2 separate regions of the Sus scrofa genome follow, and region 1 is linked to region 2. Evidence: chromatin contacts called from public promoter capture Hi-C data. All regions are on one chromosome and are shown on one strand. The core of a region is the stretch at or near the end of the contact, and the rest is flanking DNA. Distances in the headings are between cores, read along the strand shown.

Region 1 (5,137 bases), core at 1,075-3,574, 150 kb before region 2:
TAGCTGCCCACGGGGCCCTGTGGACGCCCCATGGTCTTCTGCTAGGGGTCTCCTTCTTCCTCTTTTTTTTTTTTTTTTTTTTTTTTTTTTTGCTTTTTAGGGCTGCACCTGCGGCATATTGAAGTTCCCAGGCTAGGGGTTGAATCAGAGCTGTAGCTGCCAGGCTACACCACAGCCACAGCAATGCCAGATCCGAGCTGTGTCTGTGACGTACACCACAGCTCACGGCAACGCCGGATCCTTAACCCACGGAGCGAGGCCAGGGATCGAACCTCTGTTCTCATGGATTCTAGTCGGGTTCATTACCGCTAAGCCACAACAGGAACTCTAGGGTTTTGTTTCTAATATCCAACGGCAAGCGAAGTAGAATTTCCCCAAATCCCAGAGGGCATGAGCCAAGCTACAGACGAGAAAGCTGGCGGGTCTGCACGGGCGCCAAAGAGCAGGCTGGGCGGCAGCAGGGCCGGGGTCTGTGGCGGGGGAGGTGAGGGCTGGGGGTACCGCACCTTCTGGCTCCTGGTGAGGGCGGCCGTGCCCTCTTCCCAGGCTGACAGCAGGCGGTCCCCAGCACCCCCCGCAGAGCATGGCCACGTGGCAGGGCCGCATCTCCACGCACACTGCCGGTCGCGGCACTGGGCCTCCAGGAGCTGAAGCCACGTTTTTATCGCCTCTTGCTGGGACGCCCACCCCGCCTCCCCAGGTGTCCCCGGGGTTCCCACGAGGCCCTTTCAGGCCCACCTGGAGGCTTCCTGCTGGGACGCGGCCTCTCCTGGGGGGTGGGCTGCAGAGGGCGGCCCTCGGGGCTCTGTTACAGGACACCCCCGCCCCCCCTACAGCTCAGACTCGCAGGGAAGAAAAGACGTGTCTGAGTTACAGCGAATTCTGGCCGCAGAGACGGGGACTCCCCGGAGGAAGCGTCTGCAGGCAACGCACCAGCAGCGTCCAGTCTGCGGGGTCAGGGCGCTTCCACTTGCAGGATGTGCTCTGCAGACACAGCCCACCCAGCCCCCTCCTGCAGCTTCAGCGGGACTCACATGCTGCCCTCTTCCCCCACCGTGACTCCAGCTACGCCCTGAAGCCTGGGCCCCACCGCCTCCACAAGCAGGGCAGCCTGTCTCCTTCGAGCAGCCCAGGCTGGGGCCCCTCCCGTGTCCTGTCTCTTTCCCTCTGGGCCTTGGTCAAGGCGACGTCTTTAGCTGTAACTTCAATCCACTCGGGCCTGCCTGTCGGGCCTCCTAAGCTCGGAGTCCGTGCCAGTGCTAACTCCCCTCTCCCTGTGTTCTGGCCTTAAAACCCTGCCCAGCCAGCTGTCTGCACCCTGTCTTGTTCTGGTTCCCCCCGCTTCTCCCTGCTGCTCCGTCTCCGTAGCTGATCCTTCCACCAGGAAGGCCTGAGGTGTGGGCAGGCGTGGCTCTCACGGGGCCCTTGCTAGGCCCTCGCCCGCCCACAGCCCCCCAAGCCCTGTGCTGGCAGGTAGTGGGGAGACACACGCCCACCGTGTTCTTCCTAGGCCTCTCCAGCCAAGGGCGGTCTTGGGAGACATCGCGGCCTGTGGTACCCACGGGGCTGGGGCGGGGGGTGGGGGGCATCGACGTGCAAGCTCGCCCCAGGCCAGGTGGACTGATAGCAGCGGGTGGGACCTGGGCCTGTGGCTGTCCCGCCAGCACCTGTCTCATGGCCTCAGGAGCAGACCTTCCTCGCTGAGCAGGCCTATCTCCATGCTCAGTCAGAAAGACAGACTATGGCCCAGGAAGCTCAGCTCATGGACAGACGCCCTCCCCGGCACCACACTCGCCTCTGCTGGGGGCACGGGGCTGGCACGGGGCTCTCCCTCCAGGTTCCTGCTGTCTCTCGCCTTTAAAGGAAGCACCCATGCTGCAGGAGAGAGGGGTCTGTGTGGCCTCTGAGAGGGAAAGGCCAACCCCAGGTGCTCTGGCTGCAATGGGCAGCTCCATCTGGGTGAGGGCACAGCAGTGCCCGGCCCACAGGGGCCCGCAATCAAGAGGCCAGTTTCTAGGAGGTAAAGGGGGCATGAAGGGCCAGACAGCGACCCCCTCCTCCACTGCAGCAACCGCACCAGTTCAAACTCCCACTGGCGCACGGCGGTGCCCTCTGCCCAGCTGACAGGCCCCAACCCTCACGGAGTCGGCAACAGGGGCCAGCGACCCACGCCAGCCCTTCTGGCTCTGGGGTCCTGAGAGCTCCAGGTCACCGCGTGGGCGGCCGTGCCCTGCTGGCCAGTGACCCGGAGTGCAGGTGGAACCCGCCGCAGGCACGCGCAGGCAGCCTGCACTCGGCGGGACACGTGCTCGGAGCTGCGAGGGACCTGGCGCCTCCCTGCACACCCAGGGCAGCCCCGGAGCAAAAGTCACAGCGCAGGGAAGACCGTCCCCGTGACCTCAGTCCCCAAACCGCGACCCAGCCACTCGCACGACTGCACCGTGGAGTCCACACAAAGTCAAACGGGAGCGCCTCAATCTGCCCTCATCCCGGACACGTGGGGGGGGGGGAGGAGACAGGCCCTGCCCTGGAGGGTCCCGGAGGCTCCAGGAAGGTGACAGGGCTGGGGTCAGACCCAGGAGGAAGCCCGCACGGCTGGTTATTATCCACACCATCCTGGACAAGACAATAGGTGTGTGCGGATTTTGAGGCTGGGTGGGGACATTCAAATGCAAAAGGCAGAACAGCAAGGGGCACCCAAGCGGTGCTGCGCCCCTCCCGCCCAACGGGCTGCTCAGGCCAGAGCTCCTGGTAACCCCGGGCTGCGCGCTCTTGGCAGGCCGCCCCCAGCCCTGACTAAGCACTGTGGAGACCCGCCTCCCAGGGCCAGGAAGCCCAGGATGGTCTTAGGCAGGCGGGACTGGGGACGGGGGCGTCCTTTGAAGGAGGCCCATCAGCTGGTGGGGGTGGGGGGGCCCTACACGGAGAGACGTCCTCTTGGCGCTCTGAGCCCCTCACCCAAGTGCCAGGCTGCATCTTCCCAGCAGAGGGCGCTGGAGGGACGGCAGGAGCGGGGCTGCTGGGGCAGAAACCCTTTGCATAATAGCTCCCACGACGGGCCTGACCCCAGCTATCTGCTCAGCATGACGTGCAGTCAGAGTCAGAGGTCCCCCGCAAAGGGACAGCGGACACTCCCACCTATCAGAGAGGCCACAGGTACCAGAGGCCACGCAGCAGGGAGCCCAGCCAGTGGAGTCAGCCCCACAGGCCATGCTGCAGCGCTGCTACTGGAAAAACCACTCGACTGGACTTGCGGTTCAGCCTGTGTTGCTCAGGGGTCAGGGGTGCCCTAACCTGCCCCCCGGGGGGCCAAAAAACCAATGAGGGGCAAACGTCCTAGTTCACGCACAGAATCGAGCCCCTGCCTGGAACCCAACCTTGCAAACGTTCCTCACTGTGTGCACGCCCCTCCTCCCACCAGGGGGGTGCCCGGGAAACCCCTGGGCACTGAGACGCTTCGAGTCCACAAGGCTTTGCAGACACCCCAGCAGCTGGGACAGGGCAGCAGCCCGGGAACGGCCCAGAGGTGACAGGACCTCAGCCCCCAGCCAGCTTGGGAACCAACAGCAGCAGCACACCCTCCACGACAGAGCTGGCACAGATGCTCTGGCCCTAAGGCCTAACACACAGGGGCCCGGGTGCACGCAGCTCACCCTCTGCTCCTCGCCTCGGCCTGGCCCTTCCCTTCCTTGCACCCAGGCCAGCACGACCAGACCCGGCTCCCTGGCCTCTAGTTAACCCAGGTCCAGGCTCCGCAGCTCCATGAATGGAGGCCGTGGCACAGACATGCCCGCCAGGCTGTTTCCTCTGCCACGTCTCCCAATTTTCTTGAGTTTGCCTCGTTTCTGTCCCTGACACTTTGCTGCAACCTGCCACAGTCCCTCTGGTGCAGGATGCCCCACCAGATCCAGGGCCTCAGCCCAGGGCTGCAGCAGGCACAGGGCCTGCGGTCAGATGAGCAGCAAGCAGCCGGCCCAGGATCGAGAGGAAGAGAGCGAGGGGCTGGGTTCTTGCCTGGACCCGGCACGCGCCCCACGAGCAGCTCGAGATGGAAACTGGAAAGCACGCCTCACGTGCTGCTAACCAGGCTGCGCCCACGCGCCCACCGCCTTTGTAGGAAGCCCGCACCAGCCCTGCTTATACGTCCCCTTGGCTTGCATTTCAAACAACGGGGTTCAATTTTTGTGCTTTTGCAGCCCTGAAGGAAAATGTTTACCCTCCAATGTGAAGCCCTCGGGGGATTAAACAGCACAGGTGCCTGGAAGCCTCGAGGGCGAGAAGGCGGCCCTCACCCACCCGTCACGTCACACGGGGAGGCCCCTGGGCAGGCGCGGGCTGGGGGCGCTGCTGCTTTGCACGCTGGCGGGAGTTCTCTGCATGGAAGTCACCCTAGCATCAGGAAGGGGCTTACTCCAGCACCCCCAGGTCTGCTGCAGGACTGGGGCGTCTGCCCTGGGGCACGTCCCCGAGCAGTACCTGTGTCCGAGTCCTTCTGCTCTCCATGGGCCCCCACGGTGAAGGGCAGCTTCCGCTTGGTGGCTCGCTCTCTCACGTCCTTTCCATCGCTGCGGTCCAGCTTCGGGGTCTTGGGTAGGGAAATTTTCTCTTTATCCTGGAAAAGAAAGTGGCACTTGCAGCCCCAGCCCCCAATCACCCCCTCCAAGCGCTCACGTCTCCCGGGACTTCCCTCCGCGGCAGGAAAGCCCATCTCTTACGTGGGCAGCTAACAGCCCCTGCCTGCCAGGCTCCGGTGTGCCTACAGGACCCCATCCTCCCTGAAAGCCAGGGCGCCACGCTCACCAGCCAGGCAGGGGGACAGAGCTGCTGCTGAGCCCTGACCCCGGTCTAGTGTGGCCCCATTTCTCACCCCAACTCTGAAGGAGTCTGGAGAAGCTGCCCCTAAGGAATCTTCCCGTGAGTATGAAGGAACAGAGACAAACAGCAGCTGATTCGGTAAAAAGAGAAAAGGCGCCTCCATGGCTGACAGACCCCGCCCTCCACCACCAGTCTCCCTGCAGAATCCCGAGCCGGCCTCCCGCCGTCCTGCAGTGCGTCTGCCCCACTGCCCTGCGGTGCCCCCTCCTCCTCCCGCGTCATCCCCACACGCCCCCGGGCCTGAGCCCCGCGCCGCAGGCCT
Region 2 (5,469 bases), core at 467-2,966:
TTCTCCAAAGCCCGGCTCCTGCCATCTTCCTGCACAGCTTCCAACTAACTCTTGCAAAGAGGTTAGCTTCCAACACTTTTAAACAACGTTAATAGGGTTGCATCTTGTGTTCTCCCCAAACACGGAAGGCTCTGAGTCACAGATCTGCTGTGCTGCCTGGAGAGAATGGGTGAGTGTGGGGCTTGGTTACTTCCTGTCTGGAGGAGTTGCACAAGCTTTGATAGGGTGCGAGCGTGCAAGAAACCACTGTCGGAAGCCTGGTCATAGTCACGGGACTGGTCTGCGGAGGGCAGAACGTGGGTGGGACAATTTACCCAGGGAAGAAAAACGCTGAAGGAGGAAACTGGGCTGTGAAGAGAGAACGTGAGAAAGGAAGGGGGGCCCCTGTGCAGGTCGGGGGCAGCCACTCCCCACAACCAGCCAGGCCTGCAGCCAAGGGCCAATGCTCGGGACACTTCACTTAAAAAGTCCCCAAACCTTTCTAGCTTCACGACTGTGGGGGAAGGATGGCTGACGTGTGTCATACCTGTCACTCCTGTCACACCTGAATCCATAGGTCGGAGAGCACAGGCCCTGCAAACAGTCAAACGAGCTCTGAAATTCTGCTCATGACTCCTTAGCTGTAACCTCGGGAGCTTACTTTAAATTGCTCTAAATCTGTTTCCCTCTCTGTAAAACAGACATAAAAGGAGTCTGCACACCTGTGAAGAGTAAATGAATGTTTGACATGGCGCCAGGCACTAGGTAGCAGTTAGGAGAACTGGCTCTCCTTGAGCGACCAGGAATCTGGGGAATACAGAAAAACAGAGAAACAAGCTGAAGTGACCCTGTAACACAACCAGCAGTCTCAGAGCTAAGCATTCAAGCACCAGACCTCAGGTGGGCCGCGAAAGAGGGACCATAGGGTACGGAATCCCAAGGGCAGGATGCCTCAGACCCCTGCCCTTTCCCCAGGGACGAGAGTGGCCTACTTCTCTTGGGCTGTGATCCTGGACACAAGAGATGGGCACGACTTCCAGAGTGAGTCCGCCTGCCTCCAGGAGAAGGTTGTAACCTCTCCGAAATTAAGCATCTTGAAGGACAAGAATGCCAGCCGTCTGCTACCCTCTTCTGAAGACCCTGCTCTTACCCGAGGCCCCTTCCTCGTCCTCTAGCGCGCAGGACCTTCCAGGCACCGCCCAGGGGCCAGAGGCTGCACCAGCAAAGCCCTCCCCTGGGCAGCACCCTCCCCGCGCCAAGACCTGACTGGGTCTGCGGATCGGAGTCGGGGTCAGAGTCCTGGTCCCGGGGGGGGAGTCGGAGTTAGGGTCGGGGATCCAGGCGGGAGTTGGGGTCGAAGTCCTGGTCTGAGTCGGGGATCCGAGCAGGAGTCGCGGTCAGGGTCGCATCTGCGCACGCTCCACGCCCTTCGGGCTCTCTCGCGCCCTCCGCGGCCTTAGGAGCCGCTGCGCCAAGTCCTCCTGGGAAAAGCGGCCCGGCGCAGAGTCCTGAAGCCCTCCCTCCCGCGTCCGCCCGGCTGCAGGTCTACTCGCAGCGCTCTGCACAGTGTGGCGCCTCAAACCACCTGCGAACCTCTGCGGGATCAGAGACGCAGCCGGCCTGACTGCGCAGGCAGCCCGGACCGCGCAGGCGCCCCGAGGAGGCCGGGACCGCGCAGGCGCCCCGGGAGGCCGGGACCGCGCAGGCGCCCCGGGAGGCCCGGACCGCGTAGGTACCGCTTCCGGGTCAACATGGCGGCGCCGTGGCTGCTGCTACGCGCTCTCCGCCCGGGGCCAGGGCCCGGGCGGGGGCGACTGCGGGGCTGCTGCTCAGGCAGGAGCCCGGGCTGCTCCGCCGGGGTCGGGTGGAGGTGGCTGTACGTGGTCCACAGGCCTCCAGTGGGTTGTGTCGGGCCTGGAAGCCGAGTCCTGCAGGTGAGGTGCGGCCCCTGGCGTGGTGCTGCGGGCGGTGCCGCTCCAGCTGGCTGCCCCCGGGGGAGGGGCGTGGGCGAGGCCGCACGGCCCCGCCTTGGCGTTTTTCTAGCCCTGGTTTTGTGTGTTGCTATCTTCTGCTGCTTTTCATAGCGCTTTGGAATTGAGTCGAGTAAGACTTCCATCACTTTTTAGCAGAGCACAGTTTTGCACTTGGCTCGCATAGATCAGATGTCACCAGGTTGAATTCCAGCGCCTTCCAGATGCTCTTAAGTGGGCTTTCTGAAAGTTTTGTTTGTGAGAAAAACACCTGTAACTGTTTTACTTTTGTGCTGTAGCTTGACTTGTGAACACAAACTCATTGACTGTGTAAAGATTGTTCCAGGTCCTGTGAGGTCAACATTTCACCCTGAAACAAAGACCTTAAGTCCTGGTGCTTTTTAGCCCTCTTTTAGGTTATGTTGTTCCATTTTACCATAGTTTTAGGACCAATTTCATATTTTAATTCTATTCTAGATACCTGGCCACCCTGCCAAGGCAACTATAGATATATTGCACTTTTTGTTTTTGTTTTTTTATTTTTTTGCCTTTTCTAGGACCGCTCCTGCAGCATATGGAGGTTCCCAGGCTAGGGGTTGAATCGGAGCTATAGCCACTGGTCTACGCCACAGCCACAGCAACGCGGGATCCAAGCCACGTCTGCAACCTACACCACAGCTCATGGCAACGCCGAATCGTTAACCCACTGAGCGAGGCCAGGGATCGAACCCACCACCTCATGGTTCCTAGTCGGATTCGTTAACCACTGAGCCACAATGGGAACTCCGGTTTTTTAATTCTGTTGAGGAAAATCATATCATCTGTTGTCAGACTCTGATCATTCTATGAAGATAAAGGCCGAAGTAGGCAGTTCTCATGTACTTGTGACATAGAGCAGATTACCTCACTAAGGGCTGTAAGAGTAATCAAAGTATGTGAGGTTTAAGCAAATGGTATTTAGGGCTGACTGTGTTCTTTGTCTTGGGGAGTTTTTTTTTTTTTTGGCTCTACCCACAGCATTTGCAAATTGTCAGGCCTTGAATGGGACCGGCGCTGCTGCAGTAACTGGAACCACTGCACTTATAACACTGGATTCTTAACCTGCTGAGTCACTAGGGAATTCTAGGGCTGATTTTGAAGAGTGACCCCCCCCCTTTGTTACTATTTACCACACTAATGTTATTCATTTACTTGGCCGAGTTTCCCTTATATGCCTTCTTGTCATCACTGAACCAAGAAGAGACTTTTTTTTTTTTTTTTTTGCTTTTTAGGGCCACACTCATGGTATATGGAGGTTCCCAGGCAAAGGGTCAAACTGGAGCTGCTGCCGGCCTACACCATAGCCACAGCGACGAAGAATCCGAGCCATGTCTGCGACCTGTACACCACAGCTCACGGCAACACCAGATCCTTAACCCGCTGAGTGAGCCAAGGGATGAACCTGTATCCTCATGGATCTTAGGTTTGTTAACCACTGAGCCACGAAGGGAACGCCCAAGAGGAAAACTTTTAATTAAAATCAACAATAATAGTGAAAAGTAGGAATTTTCAACCTGTTGCTAGAAGGAAATCACACGTAACATCTTCTTTCTTAAGGAGCAGCCCTTGCCAAAGAGCGCTCAGAAAGGTGTTACTTTTCTCTGTAATAGCAGCAAACTGGGGGTGAGCTAAGGAAAACAATTTAAAAAGAATAAAAATAGATGCAGAAATTGCTAACACATGGAGTTCCTGTCCTGGCTTAGTAACCAGCCCGACTAGTATCCATGAGGACTTGGGTTCGATCCCTGGCCTTGCTCAGTGCGTTAAGGATCAAGCGTTGCCGTGAGCTGCAGCGTATGTGGCAGACACGGCTCAGATCCCTTGTTGCTGTGGCTGTGGTGTAGACCGGCAGCTGCAGCTCCAGTTTGATCCCTAGCCTGGGAACCTCCACATGCTGCAGGTGCGGCCCTAAAAAAGAAAAAAGAAAGAAAGGGGGAGGAGGAAGGGAGGAAGGAGAAAAAAAGAAAAGAAATTGGCAATGCAGAGATAGAAAAAACTAAACTGACCATCACGGCAAAAGCATTCAGGTGGGAAAGCGGCACCTGGGTCCTGGAAATGTGCTCCAAGGAGTGTTTGTCTGGAGCGGAGAGTCCAGGCCTTCGCTGCTGTTTCCTGCGGAAGAGCTGGGCGCCGTGTTCAGCACCTTGCTTTAAGCATTTCTTTGACATACTCACTCTTGACATTTTTATTTATTTTTTGGTGATGTTGTGTTAAAACTTTGAAGCAACGCTCAGAGTATTACTTCGTATTTCAGGCCGTGGTGTAAATGTTACAAATATATAACTCCCCGCTTTTAGGAAAGACTTGGCACCCCGGAGTTCGTCCGAGTGGCCTGGGCGCGCTGCGGTACTGCTGGATTGATTCTCAGCATCGTTCTTTTTTCTTCAGAGTTTCCAGTTGCGACTCCTAACCCCCACCTTTGGCGGGATCAGCATGTTGTTGGTGAAACAGCATCTAGTCCAGAATCCAGTAGGACTCTGGAAACTTTTAGGTGTGTACATTTTTTTTTTTTTTTTCCCCTTTTCTGCTGCGCCTGTAGCATATGGAAGGTCTCAGGCCTGGGATCAAACCCGAGCCAATTCAGTGACAGCACTGGATCCTCAACCCGCTCCCCACAAGAGAAGAGCTCCCTGTCTCTCTTGACGTTAGGTGACCTTAAGTGTTGACACCTGGACTTTTACTCTCCCCTTGAATCAGGTGGAACAAGGAACAAGGACACCTTCCATTGCTGTGTAAGGAGGCAGCCCAGTGCCCATACCTGGGCATGTGAGCCTCCGTGTGCCCCCAGTGGCACCCGCTCTGGCGGCGTCCTGGCAGTTTTATTTGCGGTTCTGTTCACGTCCGTGAAGAAAGGTGCTGCTCAGTCACATTGTGAGATGGTCTCCCCCGTTTTAAGCCCTGATCTGATCTGTGTAGACCTTGGACGAGGCACGGACTAGACAAGCGTCTCATGGGCCCGTTTGGGTGAGCTCCTTGATGGCTCGCTGTCCATGCTGCCTACGCCGGAGCCACAGGTGGTATTCGTGTGTTGAAACTTTTTTTTTTGTCTTTTTGCCTTTTCTAGGGCCACTCCCGCAGCACATGGAGGTTCCCAGGCTAGGCGTCTAATTGGAGCTATAGCCACCGGCCTACACCACAGCCACAGCAGCGCAGGATCCGAGCTGCGTCTGTGACCTACACCACTGCTCACGGCAATGCCAGATCCTTAACCCACTGAGCGAGGCCAGGGATCGAACCCACCACCTCATGGTTCCTAGTAGGATTCGTTAACCACTGCGCCACGACGGGAACTCCTCGTGTGTTGAAACTTAAAGCTCCTGTGTGTGTTGAGAGGATCGTTCTCCAGCACACTCATGACACTTGCTCAAATTTACGTTCGAAAGCTTTGTTTCCTCCCTTTGACCAAGGTCAGATACAAAGATACCTAAGTCGAAGTACTTTATTTTTTATCATTAGTAAGTGTAACATTAAGAAGGATTAT

What was found. Promoter capture Hi-C pulls out the DNA fragments that hold promoters and counts their contacts.
Region 1: a contact with region 2 is called in a promoter capture Hi-C map of liver, with 8 times the contacts expected there. The contact joins the enhancer-like site here to the promoter of SPG7 in region 2. A contact is called at or near these places in 2 of 5 promoter capture datasets (fetal liver and liver), 5 of 47 Hi-C or Micro-C datasets (epiblast stem cells, fetal heart ventricle, fetal skeletal muscle and 1 more) and 2 of 2 datasets of contacts at active chromatin or transcription factors (alveolar macrophages and skeletal muscle).

Annotation. Positions count from the first base shown.
Region 1 is chr6:588,363-593,499 of Sscrofa11.1, reverse strand. ANKRD11 (ankyrin repeat domain-containing protein 11) reads right to left here. Exons shown (of 14, transcript XM_021097042.1): 4 at 4,477-4,612. The coding sequence starts at 4,503. Among named protein-coding and RNA genes, the nearest start is that of CDH15, 61 kb to the left of the region's middle. Within about 2 kb of position 2,324, at least 1 of the 83 cell types and tissues checked has an H3K27ac peak or open chromatin away from gene starts, as enhancers often do. A contact at or near this core is called in liver, where this site is marked.
Region 2 is chr6:435,453-440,921 of Sscrofa11.1, reverse strand. SPG7 (paraplegin) reads left to right here and starts at 1,716. Exons shown (of 17, transcript XR_002345286.1): 1 at 1,716-1,913; 2 at 4,377-4,479. LOC102168077 (a long non-coding RNA gene) reads right to left here and starts at 1,625. Exons shown (of 2, transcript XR_002345290.1): 1 at 702-1,625; 2 at 1-573.